Linked DNA regions of Mus musculus: regions 1, 2, 4 and 5 are each linked to region 3. A link is a contact called in public ChIA-PET and HiChIP or PLAC-seq data. All regions are on one chromosome and are shown on one strand. The core of a region is the stretch at or near the end of the contact, and the rest is flanking DNA. Distances in the headings are between cores, read along the strand shown. Region 1 has its middle 150 kb from the start of Gm39256. Region 2 has its middle 110 kb from the start of Gm39256. Region 3 overlaps Wwox (WW domain-containing oxidoreductase). Region 4 overlaps Wwox (WW domain-containing oxidoreductase). Region 5 overlaps Wwox (WW domain-containing oxidoreductase).

Region 1 (4,723 bases), core at 667-3,166, 310 kb before region 3:
GGTAATCATGTCAACACTTGTGCTCTCAGATACTGCCCAAGCCTCTGCCTGCCTGCTGCCTGCCTGCTGCCATGTTCCCTTGCCATGATGGTCATTGACTCTACTATGTCCTAGAACCACAAGTTCCAAATTAAATGCCTTTTTAAATATGTAAGTTGCTTTGGTCATGGTGTCCTTTCAGAGCAACAGAAAAGTAATAAAGACACCATCTTACACAAGCACAGCCTCCCTCACTAATATCCTCCACTAGCGTGGCACATTTGTTATAACTGACAGGCCACTGTCACCAAGAACCCATTGTGTATATTAGAGTCTACCATTGTGGAAAGCATCTTATGGGTCCTAACTATAATACACATATCTGCCAGTACTGTGTACATCTCACAGGAATGTACAGGGATATTGTACTGTGAAAAACTCTCCAATAAAGACTTACACAGTAGGAGATGAATAAGGAAGTGTGTTGCTTACTTATTTTGTTGCCATGACAAGGCACACGGCATAAACAGCTTAAAGCGGGAGGGATTTATTTTGGGTCAAGGACACAGTCAGCATAGCGGGGAAGGCAGGGAAGCAGGGGCATGAGGTAGCTGGGTACTTTGCATCCACATTCGGGAAGCAAAGCAGAGAGCCATGAACACAGGGCCCAGCTCACCTTCTGTGAGCTTTGTATTTAGCCCAGGACCCTAGCCCATAGGATGCAGCCATCCACATTCAGGGAGTGTCTTCCCAATTCAGTTAACCTAATAGGTTAGGTAAATTGAGGTAATCGCTCACAGACATACCCAGAAATCTGTTTCTTTGGTCACCCTAGATATTGTCAGGCTGACAATCAGTATGAACGAGAGGAAAGTACAGCTTAGGAAGAAGAATGAGGGAAGGGGGTGGATATGCGAGTCTGCTAAGAAAATCAGTGGACATGAAGTAGAGAGGGGCCAGACAGGAGGAGAGGCCGGGGGGAAGATTGGAATCAAACCAAATAAGCCTTGGTACAGCTCTGAACGGTGAGGGAGTGAATCACAGTAAGTGGGGACCAATATGAACTTTCTTAGCGACTGTGATTCACACAGCTGGAACCTGCTGGGGCCTCCCCCACCGGACCACAGCCTGCCCCTCTGCAGCTGATGGTATGGTACCCCAGTAGGTCACCACAGCCAAGACATTACCACGTCTCCTAGTTCTTTCCAGTCTGATGTCATCTTTCCAAAGACTGGCAGCAGTTGCAAGAAAACTGTTTCAGATAGCTATTAATATTTTAACATGCTTTTAAGAAAATTTGGCCTTTTGTCGAGTCGGTCTCCAAGCAGACATATATCATAGCCCATGATAGACATTACACTTAGCCCTGTTTGGTGGGGATAGCTGCCTTGTTTTGATTCATTTTTTAACATCTATTATTAAAAAATCTTGCTGGTGTGTGTTTGCTCCTATATTCCCTGAGTTGCTTTGCTCTGTGCCCTCCCCATAAGGAGCAATGCACGGCTGATTCTGTGACCTGACCAGGGCTGTCAGAGATGACCACTTTCTAAACAACAACAAGGCCATCTGGAACCCAGAGGGCAAACCAAACATCTCAGTAACGAGGAAATGATAGACTGACGCTGGTTTTGCACTTAGGGTGGGGGATAAATGATTTCTTTCCACCGATATATATTACGAGGGACAGGCATAAAGCCCATTGGGAGAATATGCAACTGAGGATACTCAGCTTAAGAGGCAAGCTGGAGACAGTTTTAAGGAGAGGCAATTCCGGCAGAAGGATAGCAGGATGCTTCTAAGGTTGAGAAGAGAGGGTTTTGTGTGTTTGTGGAACAGGAAGAAGTCTGGTGTGGCTAGAGAGTGATGTGGGAGGAAAAGTGGTGAAGGCAGCCAGGGCTAGGTCACAAGACATGGGTTGGGTGGCTAGAAAGTGACATTTTTTTTTTCTGAGAACATGTACATGTGCACCCAGAAGCCAAGTGACAACCTTAGGTATGACTCCTCTGGAGCCAACAGTCATTTTGTTCTTTGAGATAGAATGTCCCATTGGCCTGATGTTCACCAGGTAGACTAGGCTGGGTGGCTAGGGAGCCCAGGGATCGGCCTGCCTTCATCTTCTCAGTGCTGGCATCATAAGTTCATGTCACCATCCTTGGCTTTGAATGCATCAGTCTAGATATTGATCTGGGGTCCTCATATTTGCAAGGGAAGCACTTGACCTATCAGGCTCTCACCTCGTCCACTACTTCCTACTTTGAAGCATTCTTTATGGGTGCCTTAATCCCTATGCAAAGGACAGGTCATACAGTGGCACTCTAGTTACCTATTCAATCTGATGACAGATCTCTAGGTCACCTCACCAAGTCACCAAAATCGGAGACTAATGTGTACTTAGAGTCTCCAAACTAAGCTCTAGACAAAAAGCAGCAATGCCAGCTCAGGTTCTTCAGCAAGCAGCCCCAAAAAGGAGCTTAATTCACCCTCTACAGAGCAGAACACTCATCCAGCTGAACTCTGCCTGGGTTCTTAGCTACATCATGAGATTCACAGTAAAAGCATGGTGATGGATGCCCAGTGTTGTGGAAGGCCTGACTGAAAGAGTGACAAAAATGTGTGGTGAGGTGACTATGCTGAAGATAGAAAAGTGCAGCCACTCCAAAGGGAAGTTTGGGGAGGGAGGGCAGAGGGAAGGGACTTGACAGAAGATTTATCACGGGGCTTGTTTTACCACCCAAGCAGATAGATGAGAGAGAGCCAGTGAGGTGAAGGAAAGAAAAGATTTGGTTTTTGCCTTGAAAGAACTCTTTGTTGGGTTGAATGTGAGATAGAAGCTAAAACCTTGGGTCAAGAGATAGGGGCAGAAGGGAGCCCGCCTTTCTGCATCTTGTTTCAGCTCTTCTCATTACAGATGCTCAAGTGTTCAGGGATGATAGATACACTGTTGTCTTTGAGCAAGCAGAAGCCTGACAAGACAAGATGGAGGCAGGGCTTCAGTATGTCTAGACATCACATAGCCAGAGGACTTCCCCTACCACACACAGACCGCCTCACCTCTTGGGCTCTCAAGGGGCTCCTGATGGTCTCTGACACCAGCGTTGCTCATCCACTGTAGCCCACAGATGCTATTAACAGATAATCTCCCATCGCATCCCAAAGAAGGGCTTAAGACCACAGGAGTTCTCAATGTTGGTTCCATCCCCAGATGCCCCCAGCCAAATGGAAAGTCAATACACCGCTCTTTTCCCTTGTGGAAACTTCCCAAATACACTCTTGCCAGGTGAGCCCCTGGGGAAAGAAACTTCTAGAAGAGTCCTCCTATGCCTCCTGATGCTGACCCAGTAACAAGTCAAGTGGATGAGACTGGTTCCTCTCATCTCAGCATTTTATTTAGGTCTTTGGTTGAGTCACTCCTGTGCCATTTTCCAGTGGGGAGCAATAAGTTAGCAGATCCAAGAGGTCAGGAGAGATCTCAGGCGGTGGAGGCCACCGCTGAGGAACTGGTGGCTTGACATTTGCGGAATCTCACTTCTCTTTTTACTTATTGCTTTACTGAGGCTGAGCCTTGGGCCTCAAATATCTGTTCTTCCAGAACGGATTCACGATTTGAGATGAGTCAGGTGGGGAGTCACCACAGCCCAGCTGAGAACTGGCACGGAGAAAGGAAATGTGTGGGAGAAGGGTAACCCCTTCTGCTATGACACTGGGCTTCTTCTTGGTCAGCTGTACTCGTTACCTTTCTAGTCTCCGTGACACAGCGTCCAACTTAGGAGAACAAGGAATGGTTTATTTTGGCTCACAATTGATGAAATCCATCATGGCCGGCAAGGCATGGCAGCAGGAATTTGAGGCAGCTGGTCACATGACATCCACTGCCACGAAGCAGAGAGAGATGAACCCTGGTGCTCACCTATTTATGCATCGGAAGATCCCAGACCATGGGATAGCACTGCCTACACTGAAGAGTAGTCTTTCCTCCTCAATTAACCTAATGTAAAAATAAAATAGAATAAAATAAAATAAAATCCCTCACAGACACACCCAGAGTCTCCCTCTTTATGGTTCCGGATCCTGTCAAGTTGACAATATTAACCATCATATCACCAGTCTACCCAAACGTGAGGGAGGAGCCATGCTGTAGTTTCTCCAAAATCCCATCTATTCAGTCTCTCGGGTTTTAGATTATTGGAGTTCCTGGAGTTTAACTATATGAAGCAGAACACCAGTTCGTCCGAGCCCTGTCTTGATCCCTTGCCTTAAAACTGAATTTTGCAATAAAATTATGGTCATTTGAAGCTGCAATGATGGATAACCAGAATGGAAGGGAAGCTGCGGGGGAGCTTGAAGGAGGAGGAATTAAAGAGAATCATTTGCAAACATACCCACAAGCTAACTACCCAGGAGTCCATATCTCTTCCCTAAGAATTTGTGAAGTCTGAGCACTCTCCTGCCTTCAAGGAGATCATAATTTGTTTTCTGGGTACAAGAATGTCTGTCTTAACATAGAAATCAGAGAGATGGGGTTGGAAAATGGGGAATTCTGGGATGCCTGACTGAGAGCACTGGACAGGGGAATTGAAATGTGAGCTCCACACTAAGAGCCCACTTGTCCATGTTGTAATCTAGCCCCTGGCGTGCAAAGACTAATCCAGATGTCCTTGGTGGATGAATTTATGAACATACCTTGCCTGATGCTTAGCTGCAAGAATTCAAACAACATCTGCAAGGTCTCTTTGCTTTGCCTCCC
Region 2 (4,870 bases), core at 1,992-4,491, 340 kb before region 3:
CAAAACAAAACACCCAAACTTTAATTCTCAATTAGTCCAGTACCAGATCACAGAACTCTAAATGCATACACTTGACTCTTCCACCTAGGCCTGCTCTCCTGTGTTTAATTCATTCTAAAAGCGTCCGTGTTCTGAGCCTTCCCAGGCTGGGTGCAAAACAAGGCAAAACAAAATATAGCAATTAGTGAAAACCACCTAGCCATGGCATTTGCTGAACACTTCATACCATCCGGGCATCAACTCATGCGATCCAATCCACAGTAAGTCTGGAAAAGCTTTAAGCAGTCATTACATCGGAAGGGGACGACACTGGACATCTATCGCACCTGTAAATCTGGTATTGTCCAGGTGGATGGTTTAGCTCCCTCGCTTCATGGGAAGCTCTATCATTCAAGGCTCAGGTCTCTAGGTTGAATTAGAAGCTGAAAGGTTTGCCATGTGCTCTCACCTTCTCTTGCCTCAGAAAGGATTTCCAGAGACTCCCCCCAACCCCCACTCCATGTTCTTTATTCAGAATAAGAAGTACACTGCATGGATATCAGGCAGATGATCCAGAGTTTGACAAGAATTCTCCTTATTCAAATGTCCTTCCAAGCTTGTGTTAGTGGGAACATGGCCGACGTACCAAACCCAGTCAGTTAACCAGGGAAGGCTATTGAGCACAGGAGGACAAATGCCTATGAATCTGCAAAGCCTACCGAATAAAAGCCACAGTGGAAACATGGCCCCATAGCATCTATGGAAGGGAGAGAGGCCACACTTGAACAGGGGAAGGATTGGTATGAAAAAAAAAGAAAGAAAAGGAAAAAAAAGGATGTCTGAGTGGATATCGAGAAGGCAAAACTCAAGCTGTGTCTCAGAGGCTAAAGAATGTAGAACATGCAAGCCCGTGATTAGCAAGACATGTCCCAGTGACCAGTAACTCAGAAGAATAAAAGCCTCTGGAGTTTCTTTCAGTGCTGAACCCCCTAGGACTCTAGGAAGGCCTCTCATTATCTGGCCTCAGCCTGCCTGAGGAATGTTAACTCTGGACTCCCTGACTCACTTCACTGCCAAACCTGCCCAATGCAGACCCTCTCCAACCTCTAGTCTCAGCATGGGGTCTAGCTTTTGTCCTGCCTCTTGGCTCCCTGAGAATGCCCCTTCCTGTGCTTGCAAAGCCCCGAGGTCCACTCTCTATCTTTACAGGAACAGCTTAATGCGGCCTCCCTCCTCCTCCACAAAATTCCCCTTACCCCCATGTTCTTAAGGGTCGGTTCTTATCCTACATCACAGTTCTGTGTATTATGGGTTGTCATGGCACACTCCTTCACAAAATATAAGCTTCTTCATGGGAGTCAGAGACTTGTCTAACTTTACAAATCTAGTTTTCAATATCCATGCATTAGATCCAACCAAACACAGATGTAAAATACTCAGAGAAAGTAGCATCCGTAACCACCACAACAGAGAGAGTGGATATCCATTTACATGGGGTGTAATTGCAGTCGCTACTATAAGGGACCTATAATGATTTGGAGTCCATGGAAGGAGTGTGTGTGTTTATATGTAAATGAAAAATACCAGGGCATCTTATGTGAAATTGAGTCCTCACAAATGTGTTAGCCCCAGGGGGCCCTGGAACCAGCACCCCATGAATACTGCAGGAAAGCAATACTTGTACCCCTGTCCCTAGGTTCAGAGTGGTGGCATGACTTAGAAGGAGCGGCAATCACTTACTGACTGCGTAGGTGGAGTGAACCCGGAAATGAATATCTCTAATAGTGAGAAGACAGAGGGTTGGGTGTGTCTCAACTTGCGTGGCCCGTGTTGGTTGTTGCCATCTGCATGTGGAGCTATTTAACTGATTAATGAAATCTGAAAGTACGGCTTCTCAGAAGCAGCAGCCCTGTGTGGAGAGTGGCTGTGGTATTGCGGAAAATTCCACCAGGCAGTGCTGTGCTGGCCCCCAAGCCCATTCTCCCATCTCCGTTTCTACCATGTCCATTTCCAGGGGTGCTGGTGGCTAAAGGCGAGGGGAGCTGGGATTTGGAGAGGGTTATTGTTGTTCTGTGCCAATCAAATCATTCCTGGTGAGTGGGGCCTGAAGAGGCAGGCCCATGGCTGTTGCCTTAAAGCATGGGTACTTGTCACAGGGAAAAACAGAGTCAGAGAACTGGTGAGCTTGCTCAGCTCCCACAGACCCCACGAGGTTCAAAGGTACCTGGCAGTCTTGGAAGGTGTCTCAGGCCTTTAATTGAAGATGGTCTAGGTGGGCAGGATGAGTGTAGAGTGATTCAAGAGATGTGTTTCTTAAGGTGTGTGGGGGGGGGGGGGGAGCATTGGGACAAAAAGAAAGAGAGAAAAAGAAAACAGCTAGGTCCATTTCTTGCAATGTTTAGCTCACTTATTGAGCTCAACTGTGTTTACTGAATCTCAAGATCAGGAGATTACAAATGTCTCTCGCTGAAGTGAATCTATACTTGAGGGAATGTAGAACACACATGAAAGGAAATTGTTTCCAAGATGAGAGTGGGGACCCAGTGGTCCAGTCTCTTTAATGTTGTCACTACAAGTTCCAGGGACACACTCACACTGGGGTTTAAGTGGTAGCCCTGGGGGTGCCACCTTCCTGGCAGGTGGAGGCTAGCACAATTTGAACTTTCTAGTCTATGGGCAAAACTTCTCCCCCTACCTACACCAACCCCCTCAGAGCATACAGTATGCATAATTCCACAATTACAATATAATATGCACATTCCTGCAATCTTTCTAACCTGCAAAGTGTTTTTAAGATAACATTTTACCTGGTCTTTTGGACAGGGGATGGCAGGAAGCCTTTGGGTTTGGAGAGTAAATGACCATTCCAGCCTGTATCTATAGCTCAGAGTTAAGTTTCAGGCACATGGTGGTAAGTAGGGTGTTTGAGGAAGGAGATGGTGGAGAGAGGAAAGGGGAGAGAGAGGGGGAGTGGGAGGAAGGGAAAGGGAAAGAAGGAGCTGTAGGGAAGGAAGAAGGTAGGAAACAGGAAGCTCGGGAGAAAAGAATAAAGAAAGCCAAAGTGAGAGAGAGGAGGAGAGGGAAGAGAGCAGTTTGTGATGTATCCTTTACTTTCAGTTCCGGTTCCAGATGAATAGAAGAGAAACCGTGGGGCTTAAGGACTTATTAACAGCGTTTAAGTCAGGGATGTGGTGTGAATCCTGGCCTCTGTCTCCACACCACACTCTCTCATTCCACCCACTCTCCGGGAAATCCTCTTCAAGCACAAAGGGGAGGGAGCCTGTCCGCCCACTCATTCCTCTGAGGCACCGGCTTCCTCGCACAGGAAACCAGGGTGAGCTCTCTCCCTGCCTGACAAGGACCTCTTCTCCATGACCCTTGACCTCCCTCATGGGACCCTTGACATGACCTAACCTTCTTCGTGTTCCTTGGCTTCAAGTTGGAACACAACAGAAAGACTACAAATGACAGGTGCGGCCACGAGCCAGAGAATGGCTGAGGCATTCTTGAAACAAGCTGGGAGCTCGCTTCCTCCCAAGAATGCCTCGGTGCGATCTGAGTTTAAATTCCAGTGAGTCAGGACTTACAGGGTGTTATTATGCTTGTAACATTTTTATAATGAAGCTGTGTCTGTAAGTAGGTAAGAAAATATAATCTTTGACATGGGGAAAAATGAGTGATGGGCTATGTTACCAAGATGACCAAAGGGACTTCCTGGAGCAGGCTGAGCAGTTGTTAATGGGTCGTGCTGTGGCCGTGATATTCGGAATAATTAAACCAGGATACTACAGAAATCCCAGTAGCAGAAGCACAGTGACAAGATCATATCCCCACCTGACACACACACACACACACACATACACACACACACACACACACACACTCACACACACACTCACACTCACACACACGCATTCACACAAACTTTCCAAGGCTCCTAACAGAACAAAGCGGTTTTTACTCTCACAAAATCTTTATGAATTGCCATCCTTGAGGTGACGTTAGAGACTTTATGATCACATTTAGGTAGCTTCTTTAAATTATTGAAGGCATTTCAGAGGGCCTCGTCTCTTGGAACAGAGCTAGGAGAGAGGTCCCCGTCCCCCATCTGGAGGTGGGTTAATGATGGTGTTTCTACCGTACAACGCATCCAGGACACCGAGGTTAATAAAACCCGTAGCTCTTCTTCATGGGTACCAGGGGATGGTTAATGTTCAAGACTGTGCAGGACCTCGGCTTAATGTTCCGTATGAAGGATCGACCTGCCAGACGGTACCCTCCCTGGTGCCAGCCTTGCATATTAGCACATGCCAGAAAGGGGCTAAGCAATCTAAGAAGTTAGGTGCTTTTTATCCAACTGGGGGGGGGGGGGCATGAGCCAGTGATCTTTCTATGCCCCCATGCCTCAATTTAGGGTCAGCTACTGCTCTTATAGAGAACCCTGGACAAAGTGCTAGGGTTTTCAATGTCTATTGCTCCTGGCTCTGGATGAGAACAAGTCTCTCCATACTGGGCTCCAATCCTTTGTTAGGGGCATCTAAAAGAATAGGGTTCTCTCCTCCTTTGACACACATACATGGAGAGATCTGGGACAGTATAAAGTGATATGTTGGTTTTAAACTTAGAAACAAAGGGTTTTCATCATGGGAAATGAGTCTGACCCCATATAGTAGAAACATTGGTGTGCCTTCAAAATTCAGAGGCTGAAATCTAACCCCCTAAAGTGATGGTATCAGAATTATGGCAACTCTGGGAGGTGACAGGTCATGAGACTACAGTTCTTAAGGAGTCGATTTGGGGTTTTTTAAAAGAGGCCCTGAGGAGATAAGATTGTCCCTAGGCCCTGGAAGGAGATATCAAAAACATCCGCTGTGAACAGAGAAAGACGTCT
Region 3 (4,759 bases), core at 1,228-3,727:
AAACACACAAATAGGACAGAAGGCAGGTCAAAGTTAGAGCTTGCATGATGACAGGCTAGAGAAGAGAAAGAGGAAGAGGACAAGGACGAGGATATATGAGCCCATGAAGAGGCTGGGATGATGTGTTTGGCTCCTACAAGAAGGGGTCACATACAAAGGAATGTCACAACCGTCTAGAATCTGTAAAAGGTAAGGAATGGACTTTGCTATAGATGTTAAGATTGGATGACACGTTGATTTTAGGACTTGTGTGCCAGGGTGATGAAATACATCTAGAATTTCGGAAGTGGAGGCAGGAAGATGGAAAGTTTGAAGCCAGCATAGGCTATGGGTGAGACCCTACCTCAGCAAAACAAGGTACCAAAACCCTCCTTCAAACAAAACAAAACCACAGGTAGAGATACACAACAAAACTGTATTCTTGACTGTAAAGACATACATTTGAATTATTAATTCATGCCACTAAATTTGTGGTGGCTTATTGCCACAGTGATGGAAAGTAGATGCAGATGATACCCCCAAGACAGAACCAAAGATAAGATGGAGAGGTGAGAATGGCCCAACACATTACTGAGTGCATTGAAAGGTAGGAGGCTGGTTGAAAAGAGAAGTCATTATATCTGGGTCACTGGAACATCTGAGGGACAGAGGCCACACAGGATGTGTGTCTATGATGGAGGAGCCAAGCCATATTTCAAGCTGCAAGCTGCACACCTGGCAATGAAGCTCTGGCCAGTTTCCCATTAGGCCAAACATCCAGTGAGTATCACTGAATCTCAGGCTTGCATTTCATTCTGCTCCCTCAGAAGTGAAGTCTGTGTGTTATCCAAGCGCTTAATCCCAGTGCGTGTTTCGGAAAGACGCGCTCTCCCTGGCTATTAAATTCAAAACGGAGAAGTCATCTTGTCAGAACCAGAAATGCTCTTTTCAAGGAGCTTTGCATCTTCCAGAGCTCATGGCAAAAATTTGAAAATCTCTCCACAAAGCAGTCACTAACGATGCAATGACTCACAACTGTTATCTGATCGGTCGTCTTACCAAAAACTCTAATACAACAGGGCATTTTAACACTTCAGAACATGGAGGCCTTAATGAGGGTCCGTCAATTGATCAGGCCTACCTAGGCTAGACAGAGGGTTCGGTGAGTAGAGTGTTTGAAGCACAAGGGAGAGAACCACCACTTCAGGTCCCCAGGTCCCAGGAGGCAGAGGCAGAGGATTGTCAGAGCAAGCAGAGTAGCCAGACTGGCAGGATTGCCAATCTCTGGATTTAATGATAGAAATTGCCTCAGCATGTAAGGTCTATGTCTTATGTCTATGAAGATATTTGATGGCAACCTCTGGCCACTCCACTCATGCACACACACACACAGAGATCCCACACGCGTTAGCCCATACACACATACACATGCTTACACATATAACACATACATAGACACGTGCAAAAGAGCAGTTACCAGAATTACAGTTATTAAGTGTCATTCCCAGTCTCCTGAACCCAAGCCCTTCAACAGAGCCCTGTTCTGCTCCCAACATCAGTCACCTTTGGGGTCCTCTGTCTACACAGTCACCCCCCTAGGCCTTTCCGTAAGTCTTCATCCTCTTTAAACACTAAAAGATGAGTCCAGGGCATGCCTAAACAGAGTGGACCTTTGCAGCTTCCATTCTTGGTACCCGGTCCCCTTCTTTTGTTTATAATATCCCAAAGCCCCTTGGGGGTCCCCCTCCCCAGCTGCCACCCGCTGTGACTTTCTCAAGGCATGGTTGTTTAGAAGCTAACGTTACTTCCTGGTGCTAGGAAGGGTCACAGGGCAGAGGCCTCCCTGATGAGAGTTTCGCAGCCTCTGGCTCATGATGTTGGTCCAGAGTGAAAAGCAGCCAGAGTGGCCTAAGAAGAAGCCATGGTGGTGGTCCTACCCTTTGGTAGTACTAGGAGGGGTGTTTGATGAAAACTGAGAAAGAGATAATTAAATCCTTTGGTACCATTTATGAACCTGGATCCCAACAGGCCTAAAGTCAGGCGCACTTGAATACTAGTAGGATCCTGATCCAAAGTGGTTTTTTGTTGTTGTTGTTTTTTGCTTTTTTTTGTGGTGTTTGTTTATTTGTTTATTAGGGGTGGTGGTGGTAGGGGCTTTCTTTAAATCCATTTAAATCTCATCTTTGGTTTGGATCTTGTGTCAGACTGTATTGCAAAAAAAAAAAAAAAAAGCCATCCTCTCTAGAAGAAATCTTTATATACACCGAACACCTGTAAAAATGTCCGATTCCTGGCACGGTGCCATTATTTCTATTTATCTCATAGTTTTCATCTGTGAAGTTCCTTGTGAGGTTTCCTGACACCCTCACAGGAAACAGGTTACACGCAGAGTATTGTTTTCATTTTCTTCTAAACTGACGCTGCCACTCAAAGCTACACCTCTCTCATATCCAGACACCAGCCGTTGCAGTCAGAGCCTCCCACCTGCCCACGTGTCCAGGAAGCCTGTGCCACAGAGGAAATGGCCCCGGCCAAGGTACGATGGGAACTCATCGTGACTATAGAACCTGTCCCGTGATGTCACTGAGTAGGAAGCTTCAGGGAGAGAAACTGTTGTCAGACAGTCAGACAGACAGACAGACAAGAAAGGAGGGGTTCTGTGGGAGTTCTCTCAAAGGAGAATTTTGATGCATCATTATTCAAAAATCTAATGACACGGGAATAGAACCATTAAAATACGTTATTTATTTTTAGTTATACTTCTACTTTTTCCTTTTTCTATTTTGTTTTTCTTCTTCTTTTTGGTAACTCTTGTGGTTCCATTGTATGTTAGGTAAAAGTTCCTTTGAGAAATTCAGATTAAGAAGAAAAAGGTGTATGGGTGTGACCCTTCCTACTCTGAAATGGCTCTTGCAAACCCTTCTGCCCGGTGGAACGGTGTGCATACGATTAGCTGCACACAGGGGGCCCACGGCTTGCATGAGCAGTTAATTTGCTCCACATTTCCAGGCTGCATTATAACCCTAATGATCACTAATAATAGACAGACCCACATTTTATTGAGTAAGTAATTTGAGACATTATGATTTTTATCATGCGAATAGGATTGACCAATTTACATTGGGCCCAGGGAGATAAATAACTGGGATCAATCTCTGCAGTGGCGGGCTCTGTCTCTTGGCAAACTGATAAGCATTGATCAGGAAGGTGGACGTCGTGAGGCAGTAAAGCCAACGAGCTGCTGCTGCGCTCCAGCCAGAAGGTCGGCCAGAGAGCCTGTGTCCACCTGTGACATGATGCCAAAGGCAATGGGGGGGACCTCATTTTGGGAGAGAAGGTGGGCTTTGTGCTCATGGGGCACAGACTCTCAAGCCAGTCCTGTCTCTCCTCTTCTACCTGCATATGACCTTTCATCCAGGAACACACCAGGAGGCAGGCAAGGGGCTGGCAAGATGGTTCAGGGGTTTAAAGGCGCTTGTCGAACATGCCTGGTGACCTGAGTTTTATCCCCAGAGCTCACAGAAAGGAGGAAGGAAAGAATTGATTCCAGAAAGCTGTTCTTTGGACTCCGTACATGCAGTATGTTACATGCATGTCCCGACATAATTCACACACGTGTTGGGCTTTTTTTTTAAGTGCTTTTTTAAAAGGAGAGTTAGGTAGAAAAAGTCTGGGTGTGGTTTATTCAAGAGGATGGAGAATAGGTTCCTCCCCCAAAGTCTGTAAACATAAAAGCAGGGATGGAAGGGCTTCATGAGATGCATCTACTCTGCAGAAAGAACCGAGCAGAAAGGGGATTCCCTTTATTGCCATAGAGGAAGCCACTGAGATCCTTGTGGCTGGGGTGACAATGATGGGGCCTCCAGGTTCTCTGAACTCACACACCAGAGAGTGGAGGAGAGGCGGAGCTCGGGAGCACTTTGCTGAACACTTCTAGAAAGATCTGCCTCAGTTGCACCTAGACACCAGAGCAAGAATGTTTTCAAAGCTCAAGCGCTTTGAAGGTGGAAATAGGAGAATCAGGAACTCAAGGAGGGGCTTGGAGAGATGGGTCATGGGGGAGAGCACACGCTGCTCTCTTGTAGGAACTGCCTTCCATTCCCAACACTGTGTCAGGTGACTCAGGACTGCCTGTGGGCTACAGCTCTGGAGGACTGATGCTCTTCTGGCCTGTGCAGGGGCCTCATGTAGCAAACGCTCACACAGACACATACATGCACGTACATGAAAATAAATCTTTGTATTAAGAGAGAGACGGGGCGTAAAGTCATTCTAAGCTCAAATACGGAGTTTGAGGCCACCCTGGTGCACTGAGATCTTGTGTCAAAAAAACAAAACAAAAAACAAAAACAAAAACAAAAAACAAAAACAACACAGCAAGCCAAATAAACAAAGGAATGGAAATCCTAGCAAACTTTTTTCCCTGTTTGAAGGAGTTATTTGTTGGAAGCAAAAGTCATATTTGGGGTAGGGGATAATGGTTGTTATTCTGGGCCTCACAGACTAACCTGCCTGTCAGTAACATCTGGCTTTTTTCCCTATGCATGTCTAGGCCATGTAAGTCCATACTTTAGCCATTTGTTTATAATTAGAATCATAAAGGTCTTCTTTCTTACTGTTTTTATTTAACCTAATACTACCTCAGGAATATTTTTTTCTCCTTTCTCATATCATCTGTTTTCCCACTTCCAGATGTTTTATTGTGACTCTTAACTTAAGGAGATGCCTTACTGAGGGGAATTTTTAAAAATGTACTTTAAAATGGTTTCTTTTATTATCT
Region 4 (5,023 bases), core at 1,550-4,049, 390 kb after region 3:
ATTGGTTCCTATACTTGATTTTTATTCACTGAAGATTAAGAGCCTTGCCAGGCAGTAGTGGTACATGCCATTAATCCCCAGATACAAAGGCAAGAGGATCTCTAAGTTCAAGGCCAGCCTGGTCTACAGAGTGAGCTCTATGACAGCCAGGGCTAAACAGAGGAACCCTGTCTTGAAAAACCATAAAAAAAGAAGAAGAAAAAAAGAAGAGAAAAGAGAGAAGAGAAAAGAAAAGAAAAGAAAAAAAAGAAAAGAAAAAGGAGAGTTTGTGCTAGATGTTTAACCAAACATATAAGTATTTTGAGTCACAGACACCTTAACGGTAGAAAACAGGCATCTCTACTTGCTCAGGCTTCTCTCATTGTAACAACCCCCATTCACTACCACCACAGGCTTTCAAAGCCAGGGTTGTAAGCACAGATTACCTTTCATTACACTGCCCTAATAACAACCCCTTCTTTGACAAGTAATTCAGGGAAGGCTGTGGAAACGGGCAGCATGGTGATGATTAAAGCTTCAACTGTCCTTGACACAAAGAAACAGGGTTTCTGAGTTACAAACAGCAAGACAGGGTAGCTACCAGGCGCCAGGCTATATATAACCCTATGAGGCATTCAACACCCATCGACAGATCATGAGGGTATGCTAAGGGGATATGGTCCTTTACAATCCACAGAGCATGGCAGGTAAGGTCTGGGGACCCACGGACTCGAGGAAGTAGGACATTTGAGATCCCTTAATTCAGGGAGCAGTGCTGGGTTGAGATTCTTATATTGCATGCCATTTGGGATTTGAAGTGTTCACCATAGCACTTGGTAGATGCATGCTTTGCAGCCAACACAATGTTCCTATGGGGTTATCTGGGCTTCTGTTTATAGTGCAGGTTAAAGCTGCAGTGGCCAAGCTACTGTCCTTTGGCCTTGTCATCCACTTTGTCATATCAACCTATATGCCAGTCTCTCCCGGACCTGAGGTGCAACCCTGTAGTAAAGGTGCAGGATGTGACGTCTTGTTTTCTTCCCCCCTGTGACCATAGAGAGGTCTTACATCAGAGTCCCTGGAGACACCAGTCAAGTCTAGCCAATAGGCAGCTGAGAGGCTGAGAGCCAGTGACATAGGACACCTCAGATTAAAGCACTTTGTAGCTGTTGTGACGCCCTCTAGTGGCAATCAGGGACACTTGTACCAGATGACACAATGGAAATCAGCCTGTGTCCCCGAGGAACCCTGGGGACACTGGATGGAGAGCTATGACATCGGTAAGAAAAAAAGCATTCCCACAACCCCCTATTCTACCCACTACACACACACACACACACACACACACACACACACACACACACATGCAGGTATGCACACATGCACACCCTTAAACCGAGAAGTAAATGTTATCTCTTGTTTCTTTTGTCCTGTCTCATTTTGCTACTTGTTCTGGTTACAGAACAAAATTGGACTAATGTCCTCAGGGGTCAGACTGTGACGACTCCCAGCCCCTCATCTGGGTTTTTAACTGGGAGGCTGAAGGTTTTCCCTGCATTAAGAAACAAAGGCAGAAAACAAAAGCACTCGGGGCTTATTATCTCTGCTTCCTGTAGAAATGCCTTCCCTGAATTATCATTTGACATCATGCCAGTTTAGAAGGTTGATGTAGGAACCATTTACTCACAAAGTATTGCTGAGTCTTTTATAAAAAATAAAAACCAAAAACCAAAAACTGGGCATACACCTGCCTTTTGGATTACCTAAGGCCTCATGTAGCCTTCTGCCAAGGTCCAACTCCAAGGCAAATTTCCACCTTTGCAGACGGGCTTTTGCTACCTCAGTTTTGCTCCATGACAATTGCAAGCAACATGGTTTTCCTGAGTGCTTGGACTCTAAGGATTCCTACCAAAATTCAAAGGCTGAATGAGCGAGAGAGTGAGTTTAGACCTGGCAACATCCACTGTGGTACTGTGCAGAACGCCTTTCTTCTCCTTCATTCAGATTCCTTGTGATATTCTTCATCTTTCCAGCCGGAGGAACACAGGCCCTATCACGCCCTACAGAGTCAGGTTCCCCTCTTCATTCGAGTTTCCACAGCTAGGTCCCAGGAGATCAAGCATCGTCAAGTGAGTGTCTTTGGCAGGTGATGTCTGCTCTTTTACAATTGGTGTCTGTGGGAGCTCGGGAGGTCTAGGAGGGATGATGTGAGGAAACCCATCAGGATCAAATCTGGATTGAAGACTAGCTCTGCCCAATTCCCATCACGAGAATCCTCCATTTGGAGACACCCTCTGGTGTCAAGCAAGATACCAGACCATGGAAATAGGCTCACCAGCCCTTGGCTAAGTCTACATTCATTTTTCATATTATAAAAGTAACCCTTGCTTCCAGTGGGAGGAGCGAAGGACAAAGGAAGGGCACAGGAAAAGCTCTAGCTAAACTCTAGCCTGGCACATTCAGGTGCCATACGTGTACATAGGCCAGTGACGTGTATCCCTGGGAGACAAGTGTTTCTTTTTTTAACTGTCCCCTTACAGAAGGAAAACAGGATGCTGTCAAACCACAGAGTCGACGTCACATCACATGGGCAATGAGTGATAGAGACAGATTTGAACCTGGGTCTATCTGACCAAGTTCATTAGGTAACTACAGACATTTGTTTTATTGGATATTTTCTTTATTTACATTTCAAATGTTATCCCCTTTCCTGGTTTCCCCTCAGAAAAACATCTGTCCCCATCCCCTCCCCCCTCCTCCTGCTCACCACCACACCCATTCCTGCTTCCTGGCCCTAGCTTTCCCCACACTCTGGGGCAAAGAGCATTCATAGATCAAAGGGCCTCTCCTTCCATTGATGTCGGACTAGGCCATCCTCTGCTGCATATGCAGCTGGAGCCATGAGTCCCACCATGTGTGCTTTGGTCCCTGGGAGCTCTGGGGGGTACTGGCTAGTTCATATTGTTGTTCGTCCTATGGGGCTACAGACATTTTGCTGGGTTTCTTTTGTTCCAGTTTTAAAATAATTTCTTTACTGATCTAGTAATTAATTAATTAATTAATTAATTTATCTATTTTATGTGCATGGGTGTTTTGCCCACATATATGTCTTTGCACCACATGCATGAATTATGAGCAGTTATGAGCCATTATGTAGGTTCTGGGAATCAAACCTGAGACCTCTGGAAAAGCAGTCAGTGCTCTAAGCCATCTCTCTGACCCTCATGTGTTTCTTTCTGCAGCTTTTTCTACGCATGCCTGTATATACATACCTGTGCACAAATATATATACACACATATATTTATATATATAAATAACTACATATATTGTGTGTATATATGTGTATTTAGTTCAGAATCTTGTACTATGCATATACGTGTATTAGTATAATGATTTTAATGTGGTACATGCATTTTCATAAACTGCTTTTTACATTCAAAATGTAAACTATTAATATATGTTACTTCTCTGAATATCTCTCTTAATTTAGAGTGTGTGTCTGTGTACATATACACACGAACCACACTCACATATTCAGGGAGGTCAGAGGACAACTTGTAGGACTTGGTTCTTCACACATGTGGGTCCCAGGGACTGAACTCAGGCCATCTGGATTGCCAGCAGGCTCCACTAAGCCATCCCACCAGCCCTTCCCTGAATAGTCTTAATGCCCTTCAAAAGTTTAAATTAAGGGGCTGGAGAGATGGGGCATTGATTTAGTAACTAGCATCCACTGCCTGTAACTCCAGCTTCAGGGCATGTATTTACTTCTGGCTTCCATGGCTACCTATGCACTTACACGCACATACCCACACACAGATTTATACATCCTTGAGAATAAAATAAATGTTTTGAAATTTTTCATTTTATCTACACTCCTTCAATTCAATAGATAGCTATACTTAACAGTGAGGAGTACACATCTTATAAAAAAAAAAAAAAGCCCTCCACTTTGTAAAACAAGGAAATGCTTAGAAGACTCAGAGGAAACACAGTGCATAGGAAGGGACTACTATAAAGCAGCCCCGAGTGCAGCCACCACATGCAGCCACAGCCACAGCCACATTCCTGTTCCCTGGTTTGACACCTAGAGCAAGCATCAGCTCTAATGAACATTTGGCAAAATGACATCTCATTTGTGTGTAAAGAAGGAAGCTGATCCCTTCTCCTTTGCCCCCAAATTCCTGCTTTTTTATGAATCTCAGACAAGCTCACATGTAGGGACAGATGAATCTGCAATCAGAAAATGGGTCTGCATATCACCAATGGTGATATGTGGGGAAGTCTGGGCCAGGCAGCGCGACTGTACGATTCTGCCCAAGGCTAAGCATCAAGCATACATTTCCATGTGGAACACCCGGGTTCCTGAGTCCGTTTTCACTGCCCCCAACCCCCAACAGCACGACTATTCAGTTCTGTGATGTTTTGTTCTTACTAATAATGTCTAAACATACCGGCTCCCATCCACCCATTCACTGAGACAGATGGCAAATACCGACCCTGACCGCAGGGCAGAGAAACTGCAGGAAAAACAGGAATGCAGGGTGTAGTTCGATATTCTAGGTGAGCTGATGTGTAGCTTAGTATGCCTCTGGGTGTGTGTGCGCGTGTGCATGCGTGTGAGTTAGTAACGGAAGTGGGAATTCCTTGTATATGAATGAAAGAGGGGTGTTATACATTTATTTATATTGGATCCGATCCTGTTTCCAAGGAGAGAGTAAACTGTTTAACGGGGAACATGGTCCAGCTCGGATACAACCTCTTTGGAGTGTGGTTCATTGGTCGGTTCGCCTTACTTGTGGACCTTCGCATTAGTCATGATCAGCTGCTTGTCTTTAGACAAAACACACTCTTTGGTGAGGTGTGTGTACGTGTTTCCTTTCTTAGAAGCTGGTTCAAGAGCAGCGTAGTCGCCTGCTTAAGAATCACCTGACCACCCATGGAGGCGGGGTTCGGAGACCCCGGATACGCACCCTCCCCCAAAAAAAACCATCTTTGGGTCAGAAGCCCTTCGTTTGTCCACAAGAATTAACTAGACGCTTT
Region 5 (4,319 bases), core at 1,580-4,079, 310 kb after region 3:
TCGCCTGAGATTTTCGGGGCTTTTTTTAAGTACCTCTTGCTCGGGTTAACCCAGAGCCTGGCATCTTCATGGAGGGGGGATAGAGGCTCCCTTTCTTCTGTGTCTGGCCAGCAGAGAGCACACCCCTGAGTTCTATGGTCTCTTTCCTTTCGATTGAGCCTGCCTTGATGAAGTAGTGCTCAGAGATAAGGGGGGGAGGCGTTGGAGGGGGTTCCTATTCCTGCCACTTTATTAATGAAAAAGGCCCTAATATTGATAGCCCTGACATCACAAGTATAACAATTAGAGGCTTTGTCCTCCAAGGCTTCTAATTTAAAAAGGAGCCCTTCTCTATCTGGGAAGAGCCCTGTGGATATTTTACACTCCTCTCTCATTGAGTTTTGGGTTTTTCTGCCTTTCCCTTTGGGAAAATCCCTTAAGAGGGATTTTAGACTTGAAAAGACAACAAACAAACACACACACACACACACACACACACACACACACACAGAGAGAGAGAGAGAGAGAGAGAGAGAGAGAGAGAAACTTGTATGGATGATTTTTTTTCTCCTTTAGGAGTCATTCTAAAATCCAAAGGTAAGGAAAGGTGTTAGAGGAGACCCCTGCTCAGAAAGCACAGCCTGTACCCTGCAGTGGTACCCCGAAACACCTCTGAACTTGATGTTTTTAAACCTGAAGGAAGTGGGGATCAGAAAGGGTACCAACATGGACCATACCCATGAGGGGCTTCCTAGCACCTCTCTGAAGGGCTCTCTAGTGTAGGTCCCCACTGCTGTGGCTATGGGGGCTTTTGCATGTGACGCAAAATAGTGATCAGCTCAGAAAAGTCCCGCGCCTCCGGTCCTTCAGACCCAAAGCCCTTCTCTAGTAGGCATCTAGGATACCAAAGCCCAGAGGTCAGATAGTACCAGCAGGGAAGAAGGCAGGTGAAATGGACAATGTGGTTACTGGGCTGGTCACAGCGCCACCTACAGGAGGAGCCTGTAGGTGCCACCCCGTCAAGGTTGCGTGCTAGAACCCTAGCTCAGAGCACCCATGCTGAAGATCAGAAAGCTGAATTTGGAAGTGAAATGTTTCCTTGAGGGTGTTAGGAGAGCGCAGGCTTGTGACTTCTGAGATGCTCTCCACGGACCTGCTGAGAGTCACCCCCAGAGTTCTGACTTTTGGAGACTCACACTTTAATCCAGGGTTCAAGCAGTATCCAACTCCTGTCTCAGCCTCCCAGAGGAGAGGCTGAAGGTGAACTTGAACCTCCCACCCCGCCCCTCCCCCTCCGTCCAAGGTCTGTTTTTAGAGCTGCGAGTACCTTGGACTCATGGAGGTCCCCCTGATGGATGCCATGACTCAAAGCTTTTTTTTTCTTTTTTTAAATTAATACCTAATACATCTTTACCTCGTGGCCTTGGTGTAAACGAAAATGAAGTCACTGTTTGACAGCTTAACATTCTTACTCTTGTATCTGGAGTGTGTCTTGAGTGGTGGAGTCACCCAACAATGTACTGAATTTAAGAAGGAAACCCAATGTATCCCCCCCCCCCTCAAAAACAAAAACACCCAAAAAATCCTCTTTTTTGATTTTTCCAATGGCCATAAGGTCCCTGCTCTGCCTTGGCCCTGACCACACAGCTCAATCGGAGAAAACCACTGTGTTTCTGGAACCCAGGGCAACTGTCCTTAGAACTAACAGGAGTTTACTCAGTTTGCTAATGAACCGTCATGTGACCTTGAACAGGATCATGTGAGTATGCTCTCTCTCTCTCTCTCTCTCTCTCTCTCACACACACACACACACACACACACACACACACACACACACACACACATTACCTTTCACAAGCTTTGGTTTTCTCATGTACAGAATGACAGGATAATTCCGACCCCACAGATTTGATGGGAGGGTCCTACAAAATGATCTATGGGGACTGTTGGAACCAGGGCCTCCCATCTGCCACGTTGATGCCCTGCCTGAAGTTCCGTGGGTTGGAGCAGGTGACGACAGAAGGCCTCCAGGGGCCTTGGGGCTCTCAGCTGAACCGGCTCTCGGTTCCCAGTCCCTATTCCACTCCCACCGTACCACCCAATAAACAACAAATACGCACATCGGACAGCAGGCTGGTTCTTCAGCCTCAGTCTGTCTACCACTAAAATGGGTTTTCTATTTAGCCCAGGGCTGCTAGAAGCTGATAAAGGACAAGAAGCCTGCTACAGCAGGAAATTAACTCTCCACCACCTCTCCAGAGGAACTCCAGAGTTCTTTTACAGTCCTTTCACTATGGAGGCGGTGAGTAGGAAGAGAGAGGAAACAAAAAAGCTGCCCAGTTCCAGTTCTGATGCACTTTATTGTAACTGGATTCGCTCCAGTGCCCTGCCCCCCTCCTCCCTCCCCCCTCTCCCCTCCAGCCTGCATTGGGGCACCTGGAAAAGTCATGGCCATCCATCTGGTGTCAAGTGGCACCAATCTCTGCATTCTGTGAGAGTCAATTGCAATTAACAGGGCCATTCAGGAAACGGCAGGTACAGCCCAGACAAAGGCAGCCCAGACAGATCTTATCAGAGCCCAAGGCCGGCAGGACTGTCCCTTTCTGAAGCTGCCTGCCTGGGAGAAAACCCTGGAAGAAAGGAAGGAAGGAAGGAAGGAAGGAAGGAAGGAAGGAAGGAAGGAAGGAAGGAAGGAAGATGGGAAAGGACAGTGAGTCATAAGGAGGAGGCAGCGAGATTCAAGAAAAGCAAGCCAGACTCCAGCAAGCTCTTGGGCTCAGACACTGACAAACCCCAGCCACCAGGGGCCTTCAGCAAGTCACTCCACCCTTGCCAGCCAGCTTCAGAGCTGCAGGTGGCCCATCTATTAATAGGGACTACAAACGGCACCTTCCTCATCTTGAAACTGTCTAGAGGAGACATGCTGAGGGCGGTGTTTACTGTAAAGGATCAGGAGAGCTTGAGAGTGGTGGGAGAGCTCTGGAGAGCGAGCGTGCCTGTGTGTGTGTGTGTGTGTGTGTGTGTGTGTGTATTAGCAGAGCAGGTGTCTTGGAGAGAAGCCACATACCACACAGGCACTGGGTGAGCCTGCTGGATGCCACCTGTTCCACCCTGTCCACTTGGGCCACAGGGAATCCTCTGCCCATGCAGAAGAAAAAAAGCTCTAGAAAGCAGCCAGTCTTCCATTTAGGGAATCTGGTGACTAGCCTGCCTGCACCATCAGGGGGAAGGGGCTGATCGCCATAGGGCAACAAGGAGGATCAGGTAGAATCTGGTGGCAGTGGTAGGCACTCAAGGCATGTGATTCACTTTCTGTCAGCCCACATTCCTCGGTACCCTTCAGGGCCAGGGGAGTAAGCTCAAGCCCAGTAGGTACCTAACTAGGGCCAGAGGAAGAATGGGCCCCCGACCAGGCCTTGGCTCTGACTGCGTGAAGCAGTTATCACAGGGTGGCCTGGAGGTTGAAGGCCTTCTGCACCCTTTTCTGTGGAGAGGGTGGGGCATGTCTTCCCCGTTTTACTTTCCAGGCTAAGTGGCCTGTTCTTGTCACCGTCTGTCGTTGGGCACTTATTTTGCAAGGATGCTTTGAATTTCAGAAATATGGAGTTTTTAAAAATCCACCAATTATCATTTTTCGGTGTGTCTTTGTGTGTAAGAATGTTTGTGTGTGTGTGCACAAGTGCCGGTGCATGTGAACGTCTATGCACATGCATGTGGAGGTCAGAGGTCAATCTTTGGTGCTCATTCTCAGGCCATGAGCCTCCTTTTTCTTCTGAGACAGGGTCTCTCGCTGGCTTTTAACTTGTCTAGTAGGCTAGGCTGGCTGCCCATGATCCCTCTGAGCCTCCTATCCGCACCTCCCTATGCTGCCCTTACAGCCACACCACCCTTGGGTTCTGGATGTCAACCACTGTTTCCCCAGTTTCCATTAATCAGAAAGGTTAAAGGGAGTCTCAGAGCAGGAGTAAAGAGGTTCCCTTCCAGTAAGCAAAAGGAGCTGGGGTGATCGGGTGAGGGGTGGGGGAGGTGGGGGTGGGGGGTGGGGAGCAGCCACCACATTTTCTAACAGGAAGAGAAAGAAACCACAGAAGCAAAACATCATTGAATCGGGAGCCTGTTTATTCCAAAGAACAGGAGCAGAGACTATGCCCCAACTGGATGCCTCTATTGTAATCATCAGCTCTCAGTGTCTGATGCTTAAGCATATTGATATATCAGGTTTGGTGACAAGGTATTTCGTGCTGAGGTTTCTGAGGTGTCTAGTGGAGCCAGTGATGTGTAGTAGGAAGTCAACAACCCTTAGCTCCCTCCTCTTGCATTCTGTGTTATCGAAGCTTTCA

Evidence for each region. ChIA-PET counts read pairs in DNA pulled down with a chosen protein or histone mark. HiChIP or PLAC-seq counts read pairs in DNA pulled down with a chosen protein or histone mark.
Region 1: a BATF HiChIP or PLAC-seq map of CD8 T cells shows a contact between it and region 3, with 7 read pairs. The contact joins two enhancer-like sites. A contact is called at or near these places in 2 of 115 datasets of contacts at active chromatin or transcription factors (CD8 T cells and memory CD8 T cells).
Region 2: a contact with region 3 is called in an H3K27ac HiChIP or PLAC-seq map of regulatory T cells, with 4 times the contacts expected there. The contact joins two enhancer-like sites. A contact is called at or near these places in 1 of 484 Hi-C or Micro-C datasets (the MNK3 cell line) and 2 of 115 datasets of contacts at active chromatin or transcription factors (the 230-238 cell line and regulatory T cells).
Region 4: an H3K27ac HiChIP or PLAC-seq map of regulatory T cell precursor shows a contact between it and region 3, with 6 times the contacts expected there. The contact joins two enhancer-like sites. A contact is called at or near these places in 1 of 484 Hi-C or Micro-C datasets (CD4 T cells) and 2 of 115 datasets of contacts at active chromatin or transcription factors (memory CD8 T cells and regulatory T cell precursor).
Region 5: an RNA polymerase II ChIA-PET map of memory CD8 T cells shows a contact between it and region 3, with 36 read pairs. The contact joins two enhancer-like sites.

The regions. Positions count from the first base shown.
Region 1 is chr8:115,493,359-115,498,081 of GRCm38.p6, reverse strand. No RefSeq gene overlaps it. Among named protein-coding and RNA genes, the nearest start is that of Gm39256, 150 kb to the left of the region's middle. Within about 2 kb of position 1,916, at least 19 of the 459 cell types and tissues checked have an H3K27ac peak or open chromatin away from gene starts, as enhancers often do. A contact at or near this core is called in CD8 T cells, where this site is marked.
Region 2 is chr8:115,528,387-115,533,256 of GRCm38.p6, reverse strand. No RefSeq gene overlaps it. Among named protein-coding and RNA genes, the nearest start is that of Gm39256, 110 kb to the left of the region's middle. Within about 2 kb of position 3,241, at least 38 of the 459 cell types and tissues checked have an H3K27ac peak or open chromatin away from gene starts, as enhancers often do. A contact at or near this core is called in regulatory T cells, where this site is marked.
Region 3 is chr8:115,187,684-115,192,442 of GRCm38.p6, reverse strand. The region is part of intron 8 of Wwox (WW domain-containing oxidoreductase); the gene reads right to left. Among named protein-coding and RNA genes, the nearest start is that of Gm39257, 230 kb to the right of the region's middle. Within about 2 kb of position 2,477, at least 57 of the 459 cell types and tissues checked have an H3K27ac peak or open chromatin away from gene starts, as enhancers often do. A contact at or near this core is called in CD8 T cells, memory CD8 T cells, regulatory T cells and 1 more, where this site is marked.
Region 4 is chr8:114,799,412-114,804,434 of GRCm38.p6, reverse strand. The region is part of intron 8 of Wwox (WW domain-containing oxidoreductase); the gene reads right to left. Among named protein-coding and RNA genes, the nearest start is that of Gm16118, 94 kb to the right of the region's middle. Within about 2 kb of position 2,799, at least 38 of the 459 cell types and tissues checked have an H3K27ac peak or open chromatin away from gene starts, as enhancers often do. A contact at or near this core is called in memory CD8 T cells and regulatory T cell precursor, where this site is marked.
Region 5 is chr8:114,880,816-114,885,134 of GRCm38.p6, reverse strand. All of the region lies in intron 8 of Wwox (WW domain-containing oxidoreductase), which reads right to left. Among named protein-coding and RNA genes, the nearest start is that of Gm39257, 78 kb to the left of the region's middle. Within about 2 kb of position 2,829, at least 79 of the 459 cell types and tissues checked have an H3K27ac peak or open chromatin away from gene starts, as enhancers often do. A contact at or near this core is called in memory CD8 T cells, where this site is marked.